Regions from separate parts of the Hordeum vulgare genome. Here region 2 is linked to region 1. A link is a contact called in public Hi-C data. All regions are on one chromosome and are shown on one strand. The core of a region is the stretch at or near the end of the contact, and the rest is flanking DNA. Distances in the headings are between cores, read along the strand shown.

Region 1 (7,112 bases), core at 1,543-4,042:
ACTTTGCATTTTGTATGAGCTGCCTGACAGTAATTTGTCTATCCACTGTATTATGCTCGTGACAGAGATGCCGCTAGTGAATGCTATGGCCTCTGCGTCAATTTTTCATACAATTACCTTGTTTTTCTTATTTATTTATTTACTTTATTTTATTATCTACGTATCACTACCAGATTTAATCCTTGCAATCGGCGAGAATAAGGTGATAGACAACCCTCTTGTCTTTGTTGGATGCGAGCATTTGCTTTTTGTGTGTAGGTACTGTTGACGTTATCTATATGGAGTCTCCCATTTGTTCGACAATCTTAGTTGTTAAAGCTAAGGTAAATACTATCCGCTATTATACCGCTTTATCCTTTACTCTTTAGGAAAAACCCAACTCGTAAGGGTTTAGGGAAGGGCATCATGAGGGTGAAAAAAGAGAGGCGCGAGTTTTACTCGGCAGCAGCTGAGGTTAGTATATTAGGGAGATTTGGAGGATTTGGAGAGTTGGAGTAAAAAAATATTTCACTAAACCGGTTAATGGATGAGCGAGGTGCGTCGCAAAGGACTATAAAATAATTTTGACTCCCTTATGGCTTTTTAAAATATCAGTTAGAAAAGCTCTTGGGGTGTAAACCCGAGTTCTTTAGCTGTGTTGAACCCAGTACCCCAACATTGTCTCAACAATCAATTGAGAATTACTACATGGATTTCTTTTATCTTCAGAGTTCAAACAAAAGGATTCACCGTTCCAGCCGATGGTGGTTCTATCGAGATGTTTGGACCCATTGACTGCCTTTCGCTTCTATTCGCCTAGAATAGCCGTGGAAGGCACGGCAACCAGTGACGATCCCAGTGTTGTCCATATGGAATGCATACAAGTTTACTTGACCGGCTAATACGTCCAAAAATACCAAGAAATGAACCCTGTCCGCAGAAATACGTTCTGAAAGCACGCTATAGTAATCATCATCACTGCAAGCCGAAACACATTTGGAAACAAGCATCTTTGACAAGTAACCCGTTGCACATGCCGAATCTTGTCAGTACTGAAACCGCTGGAGGTTAGTCCCGCCGCAGCAACGCAGAAGATACATTGTCTGGTTCCGGCTGAAAAGAGCCCTAGTAAACGGTTAGTCACCGTGGGATTGTCGGCCCCACCGGCGGCGACAATATTGTCCAGCTCAAGAAGCGACGGCAGCGGTAAGAAACAAGAGATGTCCCAAGTGGCGGAAGGTTCTGTTTTTTTTTTGAAAGTTAGCAGGAGAGCTGCTAAGATTTCATTCAGAAGAAGTACGCCGACGGCGAGAACTGCTCGGCGTATTGAAGAAGAAACCGGGCGAAAACCTATACAACAGCCTCACCTAGCTCGACTAGGCTAACCGACACGAAGATGTCGGGCAAACTAAACATGAAAGACTAGAGCACACCATAGCCCCGTTACAGAGTCATCGTATATCACCCATCGCACACACGATCCGACGACTTCGACTTCGCTGAAACAAAATAGAGAACGCCTTCATCGAAAATGTTCGTCACAAGCGTGTTCATCAACCTCACCGACATTGTAGAAAGAAGACATTCCGAAGAGAGGCGGAGATGCGCCGCTCCAACCCCGAAAGGAGGACAAACACGACTTGCCCGACGATCCCTGCAAGCCATCCAGCTTCTGCTGCCACCACCACCGTGCAACGACAAGCCATGAGCGGACGTGGCAACGCATACTCCACCACCATCACCAACCGGGTGCATCGATCAAGAACCTCTCCAAAACAATGCTTCCAACAAAGTAAGGCTGCCAAGGCCGCCCCATTGCCAACCCGAGGAGATGGATTTAGGTTTTCACCCAGAGAATGGATCCCAAATGGCAAAAGGGTGACAAATCTCCTTGGTGATGCCTTCAGAAAACAGCATCGACGGATGTTGCCATCACCTCCATCGAGCAAGACTTTCGTCCGGAGGATCTGCACCCAACGCCGCACCACCACCATCAGACCACACACGCCGCTCCACTCCAGTGCATTGTACACGGTCACCTCAGGCCGCCCCAAAGACGACCCATGCACCCATGGCAGCCAGGACGCGGCCAGATCTGGCCCGCCCACCTGCTCGCAGCCGACGCTGCCTCCCCACCCGAGGCCAGGCAACGTCCCCCTGGCATCAGCCGCACACGACTGGCCCAACAGGTAGCCCCCGTTGCAGCCACCGGAGCCCGCCATCGGCCCAGAACGGGCCAGATCTGGCGCTCCCGCACGCGACCTCCGGCGCACGCCCGTGCCCACGGAACGAGCAGCGTTCGCAACCTCCACGGTCCACCGACGGCCACCATCACCGCCGCGCGCAGCAGAACCAGCCCGAGAGGAAGGGGAAGGCTGGACGGCGACGGATCTGGGATTCTCCTCTCGGGACACCAGAGGAGGACGAGCGCAGGAGAGGAAGAGCGCAGGAGAGAGCCCCGCCGCCGCCGTCAAGGGAACCCGCCCGGCTTCGCCGGGGGCACCTCTGGCGGCGGCGAGACGGGGAAGGGAGGGGAGGAAAGGTGGCGGCGACGAGTAGGGTTTCGCCCCCGTGTCGCCAGAGGAGGGCGACGCGGGGGCCTGTTTTTGACTAGATCTACCTGCTGGAATGGTCCGAACTAGCTGGTTTCTCAAGTCATGCAAAAAATCGGAAGGTTCTGTTAACCCGCGCTACTCGAGGACTAACCTTGACAGCGATCGAGATAAGGCGTGAGTGGTGAGAATACAGTGTGTGGCGCAAACCTGCTGTAAAAACTGCATTTAAACCGCCGTGGCCTGAGCCAGTTGAGCATCGAAATCCAAGTATACAAACCACCGGCAAAGCCAAGCTGCCAAAGCTGCCGTTTTGTGCGCTCCAGTCGAGCAGAGCTGCAGACTGCAGAGGTACGCCACCGTCCATTTCTCACGATTACTTGCAGTAAAAAATGCATGTTCTCTTTATTTTTATGCAGCTACTGGTAGCCTGAATATAACTTTAGTTGTGGGCACACGTACGTGATGCCTGAATCGTTGGCGAATTCCATAGATCTTTATGTGTTGCCGTGTTTCGTCACGGACGCCATGTGGCTCTGCCGGTGAACATGACATATAAGCTACCATGTTTGTGCTTTGTATTTTTGCAGGTAAAACGGGGCTCATGTCTGATCAATCCGTGAAACCCAACATGCTTCTTCTGCTGGCGCTACTGCTGCTGTCTTATGGAGCTGGCAGTGTCCGTTGCTCAACTGTTCATGCGAACATCACAGACATTCTCGCGTTGCTCCGTTTCAAAAAGTCCACCGAAGATCCCACAGATGCCTTGAGGAACTGGAACCGAAGCATCTATTACTGCAATTGGAATGGTGTCAAATGCAGCTTACTGCATCCAGGGCGGGTCGTCGCTTTGAATCTCCCTGGCCAAAGCTTGTCAGGTCAAGTCAACCCTTCTCTTGGGAACATAACGTTCCTTAAGCGCCTGAATTTGTCCTACAATGGCTTCTCCGGCCAGTTGCCTCCTCTGAACCAGTTCCACGAGCTGATCTCACTTGACCTCAGCTCCAATTCATTTCAAGGGATAATCTCCGATTCATTCACAAATCGTTCGAACCTAAAGCTTGTGGATCTTTCTAGAAACATGCTACAAGGCCTAATCCCCGCGAAAATAGGTTCACTTTACAATCTAACACGTTTAGATCTTTCTAAGAACAATCTCACTGGGGTCATCCCACCAACCATCAGCAACGCCACCAAACTACAATTACTCATTCTTCAAGAAAATGAACTAGGGGGAAGCCTACCCGATGAGCTCGGACAATTGTCCAACATGTTAGCCTTTTTGGCTGGGAACAATAGGCTCTCAGGTCAAATACCACCATCAATCTTTAATCTTACTTCACTTCAATTCCTAAGCTTGGAAGCAAATAGACTACAAATGGCGGCACTGCCACCTGACATTGGCGACACCCTCCCTTATCTTCAAAAAATTACTTTGGGCAAGAACATGCTTGAAGGTCCTATCCCAGCGTCGCTAGACAACATTTCAGGCCTACAATTAATAGATTTATCTAATAACAGTTTCACTGGAGAAATTCCTAGCTTGGGAAAGCTACTAAACCTTGTATACCTAAACCTTGGGGATAATAAGCTTGAGTCAAGTGACAACCAAAGATGGGAATCTTTATATGGACTGACAAACTGCAGTTTTCTAAAAGTGCTGAGATTCAAGAATAATCAGCTCACAGGAGCCATACCGAATTCGGTCGGTAAATTGTCCCCTGAACTTCGAATTCTACATCTGGGTGGAAACAATCTATCAGGAATAGTTCCTTTAAGCATAGGAAACCTTGATGGCTTAATAGAGTTGGATCTTAGCACAAACAGTTTCAATGGTTCAATTGAAGGATGGTTAGAAAGTCTTAAAAACCTACAATCTCTAGATCTTCATGGAAACAACTTTGTGGGAACCATTCCACCCTCTTTTGGCAACCTTACTCGGCTAACAATTCTGTATTTAGCAAACAATGAATTTCAAGGTCCAATACCTCCCATCTTCGGGAAACTTACAAGACTCTCAACCATTGACCTTAGTTATAACAATCTTCAAGGTGACATACCTTCTGAAATTAGTGGGCTTAAACAACTCCGTACACTGAATCTTTCATCTAACAGACTTACAGGAGAAATTCCTGATGATCTGAGCCAGTGTCAAGACATGGTAACCATCCAAATGGACCATAATAACTTGACGGGTGGCATTCCGACCACTTTTGGTGACCTTACGAGCTTGAGCGTGCTCAGCCTTTCCTATAACGATTTATCTGGGGACATCCCTGCAAGTCTTCAACATGTCAGCAAGTTGGACGTGTCTCATAATCACCTCCAAGGAGAAATCCCAAAAAAAGGAGTGTTTAGCAATGCCTCAGCCGTTTCGCTTGGTGGCAATTCAGAGCTTTGTGGAGGGGTGCCGGAACTGCATATGCCCGCATGCCCGGTTGCTTCTCATCGTGGAACTAAGATACGATATTACTTGATCAGGGTATTGATACCATTATTTGGCTTCATGTCGCTCGTGTTATTGGTCTACTTTCTAGTCCTGGAGAGGAAAATGAGAAGAACAAGATATGAATCAGAGGCTCCTTTGGGTGAGCATTTCCCTAAAGTTTCTTACAATGATCTCGTCGAAGCAACAAAGAACTTTTCCGAGTCTAACCTGCTTGGGAAAGGAAGCTATGGTACAGTGTACAGGGGAAAGTTGGTGCAGCATAAGTTGGAAGTGGCAGTGAAGGTTTTTAACCTTGAGATGCAAGGCGCCGAGAGAAGCTTCCTGTCAGAATGTGAAGCGCTGAGAAGCGTTCAACACCGGAATCTTGTTTCCATCATAACTGCATGTTCTACTATTGATAGCGACGGGAGTGCTTTCAGGGCCCTAATTTACGAGTTCATGCCCAAGGGGAACTTGGACGCCTGGCTTCATCACAAGGGCGACAGCAAAGCTGATAAGCATCTGACTTTAACTCAAAGAATAGGCATAGCTGTCAACATGGCAGATGCACTGGACTATTTACATAATGACAGTGAAAACCCCATCATCCATTGTGATCTCAAGCCCAGCAATATTCTTCTTGACGATGACATGGTTGCTCATTTGGGGGATTTCGGCATCGCAAGGATTTTTCTTGATTCTGGGCCCAGACCAGCAAGCTCGACGAGTTCAATTGGTGTAAGAGGAACCATAGGGTATATCCCACCAGGTAAATTTGTATTTTATGATAGTGGAACCCGGTCCATTTTTGGATCGTATGGAAAAAGAATTATATTTACTCCCCTATATTATCAGCTATACTTTTTTTTGTCTTGAATAAACTAATGACTACGTAGCAAGCAACATGTGACACAAACTAACTTAATGTCTGTACATGTTTCAGAATACGGTGGGGGAGGCCGTATATCAACTTCTGGGGATGTCTATAGTTTTGGGATAGTGCTGCTGGAGATGTTGACTGGCAAAAGGCCAACAGATCCTATGTTTACTGATGGACTGGACATAGTCAACTTCGTGGGTAGCGAGTTTCCACATCAAATACATGAAGTGATTGACATTTATCTAAAAGGTGAATGTGAGGATTCTGCTGAAGCTAGGAGTGTATCAGAAGGCTCGGTTCATCAGTGCCTGGTGTCTCTGCTGCAAGTAGCAGTCTCCTGCACACACTCCATCCCCAGCGAAAGAGCTAACATGAGAGATGCAGCTAGCAAGATCCAAGCAATTCAGGCGTCATATCTTGGAAGGCAAACATGAATTCTTCAGTTTAATTATGTACATACAACAACTACATATACTTCCCGGCAGAAAGAAAGAAGAACACCGACATCCATGTTGCTATTTACCTGATGGTGTGTTTTCTTGCGACCCGATCAATGCTACCTTCAATAATTGTTGATTTTCTTACGGGGAATAAGTTGTACTCCGTATGTTGTAATATACTAGGTAATTGCCTGTGCGCTGTAACGGGGCATATATACCAAAGAACAAAACATCATACATACATGCAACATATAAAAGATGATGTGCTATACCTGACATTTGTCCAAAAGTGTTTTTTAAACAAGCATAAGACTTGCCATTTCATTAATTAAGAGAGGGTTTTAACAGGGTCCAAGGACAACAGCCATATAATGGCGAATGTAGGACAACTACTCATTATGTAAAATTACACCTAGCCCTTTGGCACGTGCCAAAGCCCAAAGTCTTGCCTCCACCATGATTTTTTCCACGAGGATCATCGAAGGCGCGGAGACTTCTGGAAGACCCTAGCGTTCCTCTCCTTCCAAAGTTCCCAGGAGATCAACATAAGGTGGGAGGCCAATCCTTTTCTATTCGGCGAGCACACGAGCACAATCTCGGTCCACCATTGTCTGACACTTGGCATGGCCGTCCAATCTGTTGTGACAATATTGCCCAAGCCGGTCTTCGCTTTTACCGCGTTCCAAACCACAACCGAGTATCGGCATTGGAATAGAAGTTGTGCCGCTGTCTCTTGAACGTGGTTGCAAAGAGGGCAAAAACCGCAATTTGGCCATCCCCTTTAATGTAGCATGTGCGCTGTCCAAACACTGTTGTCGATGATCAACCAACCA
Region 2 (6,904 bases), core at 3,467-5,966, 330 kb before region 1:
ACACCATGGGCGGAGGCAACAAGTTGTATCCCCCGCTGTGCAATGGTGCTAGCAACCATAGCCTCTAGCTTAGTTCCAATTTCATCAATGACGATTGCCTGAGGCATGTGATTTTCCATAGCTTCTATCAACACGTGATCGGCATTAAAGGGACAGGTTTAACATACACGATAAGTGTTAGATGGGATATTGATGTTCACTACTGTATAATTCTTACATACTTGATAAACAAGTACATCTGTTTTAAGCATGTGTGTCAATGCCGAGCAATAGGCTTGTGAGCAGTACAATACAGACATATACGATTGTGCACACTTCACAAGGCAGCAAGGTATTAAACTCAATAGAGCAAACCTTATGCTGCATTTCTTGGTCAGGCACTTGCAACCTACGGGCATTGCCTATTCCTGGGTGAGGAATGTCGCCATCTCCAGCTATCTCATTGGATGTATCAACAATCATCACCCGCTTATCGTAGTCATCTGCTAGCATTCGTGCAATTTCTCTGCAAGGCAAGGAAACAATCTGATGCTAAAATTGGTACATACTGCCATAGAAACTCTCCTAATTAGAGTTGCCATACGTAAGTATCCATCACTATTCACTAGTACACTGTAGTAAAATCACTGCGGGAAGTTCACTAATCATCTAAGCATACCTTATGACAATTGTCTTCCACACCCCTAGTGGGCCGATGAGCAGCAACGACCCACCAGCCTTCACCAAATCCTGAAGCAAATTAGCACTTCCGGGCACAGCCCTCCCGACGCGGCATGTCAGTCCTACAATGTCTGCCTGCCTGTTGCTAATCGCGCTGATCCAGTGCAGCGTCCGGCTAATCCCGGCGCGATTGTCCCCTCCAAAATCTAAAAAGAACTAACAAGATTTAGATTTTTAAGCAGAGTCACCCAAGCTACACTACACAAATTACATAGAGAATGATATATGAACAGAGATTTCACAGCCTAAAAATAACTCACAATCCATCAACAATCACTTATAAACCAGGCATCTGTTGAATGGTCAGGCAATTAGCCTAAACCGAGCCTGTGGATCTGACTGTTTGTTAGGACTCCAACAACACAACAGCAGGTTCATATCACTTTAAAATAACAGGAACTATGTAATCAATGATAACATAAATGCTAAAAATAGAACTGAAAGTTCGTGAACACGGCACATATAGTATGGGAGTAGAGCACTGAAACACCCAACAAGAGGCAACCAGACATCTCCAAGTGGTTCTTTAACTCATGATCACACTTGCCTTCAGCCGGTGTCTCTGAATTTCGAAGCAAGGTTTTTCAGAATTTCAGCACTCGCGTCCACATTTCAGTGCCGCGTGTCACTATCACTCCAAGCCGCTTCCCCTTCTCCCACTCGCCATCAGCACGCAGCAGGCCAGCAGCACGGACGGCACTATCGACTACCCGCCCGGAGCCGGCAAGCGATCAGAGCCAAGAATGCCCCGCGACGGCGACGGGAAGGTGCTGGCCCACCCCCCTGGCACGGATGGCTCCTCCCCACAAGAATCAACCCCTTCACCTCAACCCCGGCGACTCGACCAAAGAAAATAAAAAACCAGATCTGCCCGGCTTGGCGGAGCGGGGAGGAGAGCGGGGGTGGGCGGGTACCTCTGCCGGCGGCTCGACGCCCGGAGCTGCGGGAAGGTTGGACGGCGGGGGAGGCGGGCATGGCGAGGAGGAAGCGGCGCTGAAAGGGGAAGGAAGGAAGGAAGGGAGGGAGCCAGATGTGCCGACAAACGGACGACAGTGAAGTCTACCACGGACGGCACCACCCCACCCCCACACACACGCGTGCAAAGGAAGAAAGGAAACCAACAGGAGAAAAGAAAGTCCAACCGCAGGCACCCTGGCGGGCAGCGGCATCTCCTGCTTCTGCTGGCCGGCTGGCCGGTTATATTTAAATTATCAACTCAAAGTACTTCATAATAAAATTTCATGAATCATCATTGGCTCAAAATTTTCCGACATGCCTTCCACTAACTCGTGCCTTCTTTAAGCTGAACCAGCATAAAAAGTAGAGCCGAGGAAGATTAGAGACATGACTATTGTTAGGTGACCAAAATGAAAGACCTAGTAAAACACATGGTATGAGAAATCTCATCCGAGCAAACACAGCATTATTATATAGACACTAAGGAAAAAAAGAGGTAAAACAACACCAAGGGTAGATTCAAAGAATTTATAGCATCTACTAGGACCGCAATGAATAAAATTAAAATATAGCACTGTAACTAATAAGTACCATCAAGTTTCCAAAAGGATGTCTTTTACCCAAGGATTATCGTCAAATTAAATTAAAATTACAGCACCTTATTCAATTCTAATTCAAGCACCATGAACAATATCATCCATGGTGTTCATTTCTATACTCAACACTTATTCATCAAGAACTTCTAACTTCAGGACGTGCATTTAGTTTATTTTTTCCAGAGGTGTACAGGCATATTATCTTGTTAACTAAGCAAGTAGATATATAAGCTAGCAGTTAGTGTTCTTAGAAAATTTAAATAGTTTTCTTACTAGACTATGTAAGCCTATTCAACTAACCATACGTCTCTATAAAACAATTACTCAAAATATATGATGGTTTCCTAGCTGACACGATCAAGGAGTTGCTGATACATGCATATGCAAAAACTAAGCATTCGCTCTTCTGCTGTAACAGAGAACCATCGTACTCCATGGAATTTGCACCAAAAAAATCATGTTAGGTTTCGATGAAAGCACATGGAAAAACCTCAGAGAAAGAGAGAGAGAGAGAGAGAGAGAGAGAAGCATGGTAAAGTCACATCTCTCAAGGTTCAGGTTAGATCCTCTCAAGAAACTCCATCTAAAAAAAGAACCAGAAGACGTATTCTAGCCTGAAACAAGCTTCATGGTGTTTAGTTTGAAAACAGAGCAGCTGGAACTGCAAAGATGCGCAGCCACACACACACACACACACACACACACACACACACACACACACACAAATAGGGAGACTATTCCATTCAAACTGCTACACGGAACTCTTCAAATAACTACATGACATATATAAATAGTCCTGATGTCTGGTAGGACCACAAAGCAAAAGAAGTGACAGCAAAGGTGTGGCGAAAAATAAATGATTGGTTGTGAGTCATGTTTTCTTCAATTCTTGGTTGAGATAGAAGGTCTACAGTAACACCTTGGAAAGGCTTAGGAGCATTCAGAGAGGATCGAGTTACTGAATTTAAGCATGTCAAGCAATCAAATAACATAAAAGGCAATTCTTAAAGTGAAGATAGAATGTTTAGAGAATGCCTCATGAAGAGAACCCCAAAGAATGGAGCTCAGCAAGTCATAGGAATCTAGCTTGTAACCCTATTGTAGACAATTAAGACAACCAAAGAAAAATCCCAGATCAATAGTAACACAAGCTATTCAAGGATTTAACAAACTACTTAGAGCAATAGAAGATATAAAACATTGTATGGAACTTTTAAGTGCTCAAGATAAAAGGTTAACACATGACATTAAACACGTCATATTGGTTCTTATTACTGACAAATCAAGCATTTTTGGTTTGAAGGAAGCAGCAATACCTGGCAGACAGCATCAGAACGAGATGGTCTTGCCACCGTTTCAATAGACGAGGTAGCGCCTATCCAGTAAAATATAAACAGAAACAGTCTAGCAACGAAGTCTCTTGGATGGCAATGTTACTGACCCGACGAACCACGGTAGAAACAGGAGATTCGGCCATAAGTTTCTCGGTCTTGCTAGACTGCCAATGGAAAACGATGTCAGTGGTAGAGTAAAGCGGGAAAAAGTGGCAGGCGTCACATTAACTAAAAAATTGACACGGATCCTAGGACCATGGCAGGTATATCTCGACTGGTTTCTGCCTTGCTGAGAGTGTAGCCACCCAGTGATATGTACTCTAATACTTGGTAGTTTTAGGGTAAGCAAGGCACAAAATCTTGTGCATAAAACCAATATATGAAATGTTATAAGCAGGCAGTACTACTGGAGTAACAAAAGCAGGCCGTACTTCAGAATGTCAAAGCAAGCGCAGCATAGCACTGAGTCAACTCACTACTATACATACTCCATATGAATCATTCAATCTACGACTGGGCGCATACAATTACTACTCAGGTTTGATAAATCTCCTCCTGTGGTAGGAGCTATCATTTCAGCTACAGGGGGAGTGCGAACACGATCTGCAGCCATTATTATAAGGGACCGAACCTGCTACGACTCCACCCCGAACGCGGCTCTCTCGCCGCATCCCTCGTCCGTCGCGTCGCGTCCCCGAACGCGATGGGGAGCCCTGCGAGGAAGGGGAGGCCCACGTCGCGGACTGCAGGAACGAGGGGAGCTCTGTGGGGATTTGAGGACCAGTTGGCTTGCTCACGAAGTGCATCAGATAGGTAGGGCTAGCAAGAGGGATCTGAGTGAGAAAGGGGATGAGGAGAGCAACTGAACGGAGGTTAGAGCATACCTTGCCAAACGAGGCGACGAGGCGCCCCCGGCGTCGAAGCCCAGCTCCGACAGCGACAAAGCCTTGTGCATCCTCGACGGGGTGGGGTGGGGTGGGGTGGTGATGCTCCACGACGGCCTTGCCTGGCGGCGGTGGTGGTTTGGGCCGGGGGAGGCCATGGCGCGGTGGCGATTGCGATGCGGTGGGGCGCAGGAGGTGAGGATGAGGAGGAGAGAGGGCTTGCTAGGTTTGGGGTCGTGGGTGACAGAGAGATTTTTTTTTGCAAAATTACTAATGGCGCACTACCTACAAATGCGCCATTAGTTTGGTTACTAATGGCGCACCAGCTGGTGGTGCATCATTAGTAGTTTTGCAAAAAAAAAATTATAGTAGTGGCGCACTGGATGAGTGGTGCGTCATTACTCGTTAAACTAGTAATGACGCACTTTGCCCCGGTGCGCCATTAGTATTTTTGAAAAAAAAAAAAAGTTAGTTAGTAGTGGCGCACCGTGCGTGTGGTGCACCATTAGCGTCCATCACACTAATGACGCACCTGCACATGGTGTGCCACTACTATATAGTAGTGGCGCACCACTTGTCTAGTGTGCCATTAGTGTCTATATTATCTATAGCCCTTTTCCTAATAGTGTTGGAATCGTAGGCTTGAAAAAAATCATTGAAGACACCAATTTCATGATCCTTTTCTATGATACTACATAAGAATACAGGACGTTACCACTTCAGGAGAATTATGGCAGAGATATACTAAAAGCATATTTGGAACACATACTTGAATATCAGAGGCAATATTGGAAATATAGAGCTACTATCAGACATATCAAGATGGGGGAAGCTAACACAAAATATTTCCACGCTCAAAACAACATCAAATTCATAAACCACTACATTGGTATGCTGAAAGATGAAATCGAACACAAACATTATGACCATCATTCAAAAGTTGCTATTCTCTATAGATATTACAAAGAAAGGTCGGGGACATGTGTTACAAAAAACAATACTCTGCCTTCACAACATTTGCAGCATCCAATGGGGGAATTGTAAGAATTGGAGGCACCTTTCACAAAATAGGAAATTAATAGATTTATAAAACAAATTGTCTACTGATAAGTTCCCTGGTCCAGATGAATTTAATGTTGCTTTCCTCGATAACTGCTGGGATATCATTGTACGTGATTTCCATAAATTTACTAAGGATTTTCACTCGAGAAATTTCAACACCCATAGTATAAACCACTCATTTATAACTCTCATTCCTAAAAACGACTCGGCCTCAAGCCCTATAGAATTTACACCAATCTCTTTCCTTAACTGCACACTTAATATCATCACAATATTATTGACAAACAGATTACAAAAGTACATCCTCAAAGTGGTACACAAAATTAATATGGAATTTTGAATAACATATGGATCCAAGACTGCTTAGTATGGTTATATGAATACATTTACCATTGTTATAAGAGTAAAAGGAAATTCATCCTATTTAAGCTTGATTTTGGGAAAGAATTTGATATGCTTATGTTGCGGAACGTCGCATGGAAAACAAAAAATTTCCTACGCGCACACAAGATCTATCCATGGTGAGGACCATGTACGAGAGGAGAGAGTACATCTACATACCATTGTAGATCGCTAAGCGGAAGCGCATATAACGTGGTTGATGTAGTCGAACATATTCACGATCCAAATCGCAATCGGTCCAGCGACCCCATCACGATCCGTCCCGCGATGTCATCACGATCCATCCCGATCTAGTGACGAACGGACGGCACCTCCACGTTCAACACACGTACATCTCGATGACGATATCCGCCTTCTTGATCCATAAAGAGGGGTCACAGAGGTAGCTGAGTTCTCCGAAAGCCTAACGGCGTGGCGGCGATGGTGGTGGAGCTGATCCGGCAAGGCTTCTCCTGCAGTGCCGAACCTATTCTAGAGGAAGAACGAACTAGAGGGTGGGAGAGGGGATGCGCCTTGGAATAAGGTGTTGGCTTCCCTCTCTCCCCTCTAGTATATAAGGAGGAAGGGGGAATAGGTGGCGCACCAAGAGGAGGAATCCTCCTCCACTAAGGGAAGTGGTCCTACTCCTAGTAGGATTCCCTCCAAATGTAGCCTCCTCCCACCTCTTTAGCGCAAGGAACTTTAGTGGCTGGTTGCCCAGCCCATGAATGTTTGGTGCAACACTTTTTAGGCCCATCTGGACCCTGGGTGGATGGACTTCTCCCGATGGACCCCTGGAACCCATTCCTCATTCCGGATACACTTTTGGAAATGCCCGAAACCATTCCGGAGCCCAAACACCCTCTTCATATATATCATTCTTTGTCTACGGACCATTCCGAAACTCCCCGTGACGTCCTAGATCTCATCCTGGACTCAGAACAACCTTCGGTCACAAACATACATACTT

What was found. Hi-C and Micro-C count contacts between places; a contact is called where the count stands out from the background.
Region 2: a contact with region 1 is called in a Hi-C map of leaf, with 4 times the contacts expected there. The contact joins the enhancer-like site here to the promoter of LOC123402915 in region 1. A contact is called at or near these places in 1 of 6 Hi-C or Micro-C datasets (leaf) and 1 of 1 datasets of contacts at active chromatin or transcription factors (embryo).

What each region holds. Positions count from the first base shown.
Region 1 is chr6H:364,688,166-364,695,277 of MorexV3_pseudomolecules_assembly, reverse strand. It overlaps LOC123402915 (receptor kinase-like protein Xa21), which reads left to right and starts at 2,792. Exons shown (of 3, transcript XM_045096882.1): 1 at 2,792-2,882; 2 at 3,122-5,728; 3 at 5,903-6,549. The coding sequence starts at 3,136. The coding sequence ends at 6,273.
Region 2 is chr6H:365,020,128-365,027,031 of MorexV3_pseudomolecules_assembly, reverse strand. No RefSeq gene overlaps it. Among protein-coding and RNA genes, the nearest start is that of LOC123402915, 330 kb to the right of the region's middle. Within about 2 kb of position 4,716, at least 1 of the 3 cell types and tissues checked has open chromatin away from gene starts, as enhancers often do. A contact at or near this core is called in leaf, where this site is marked.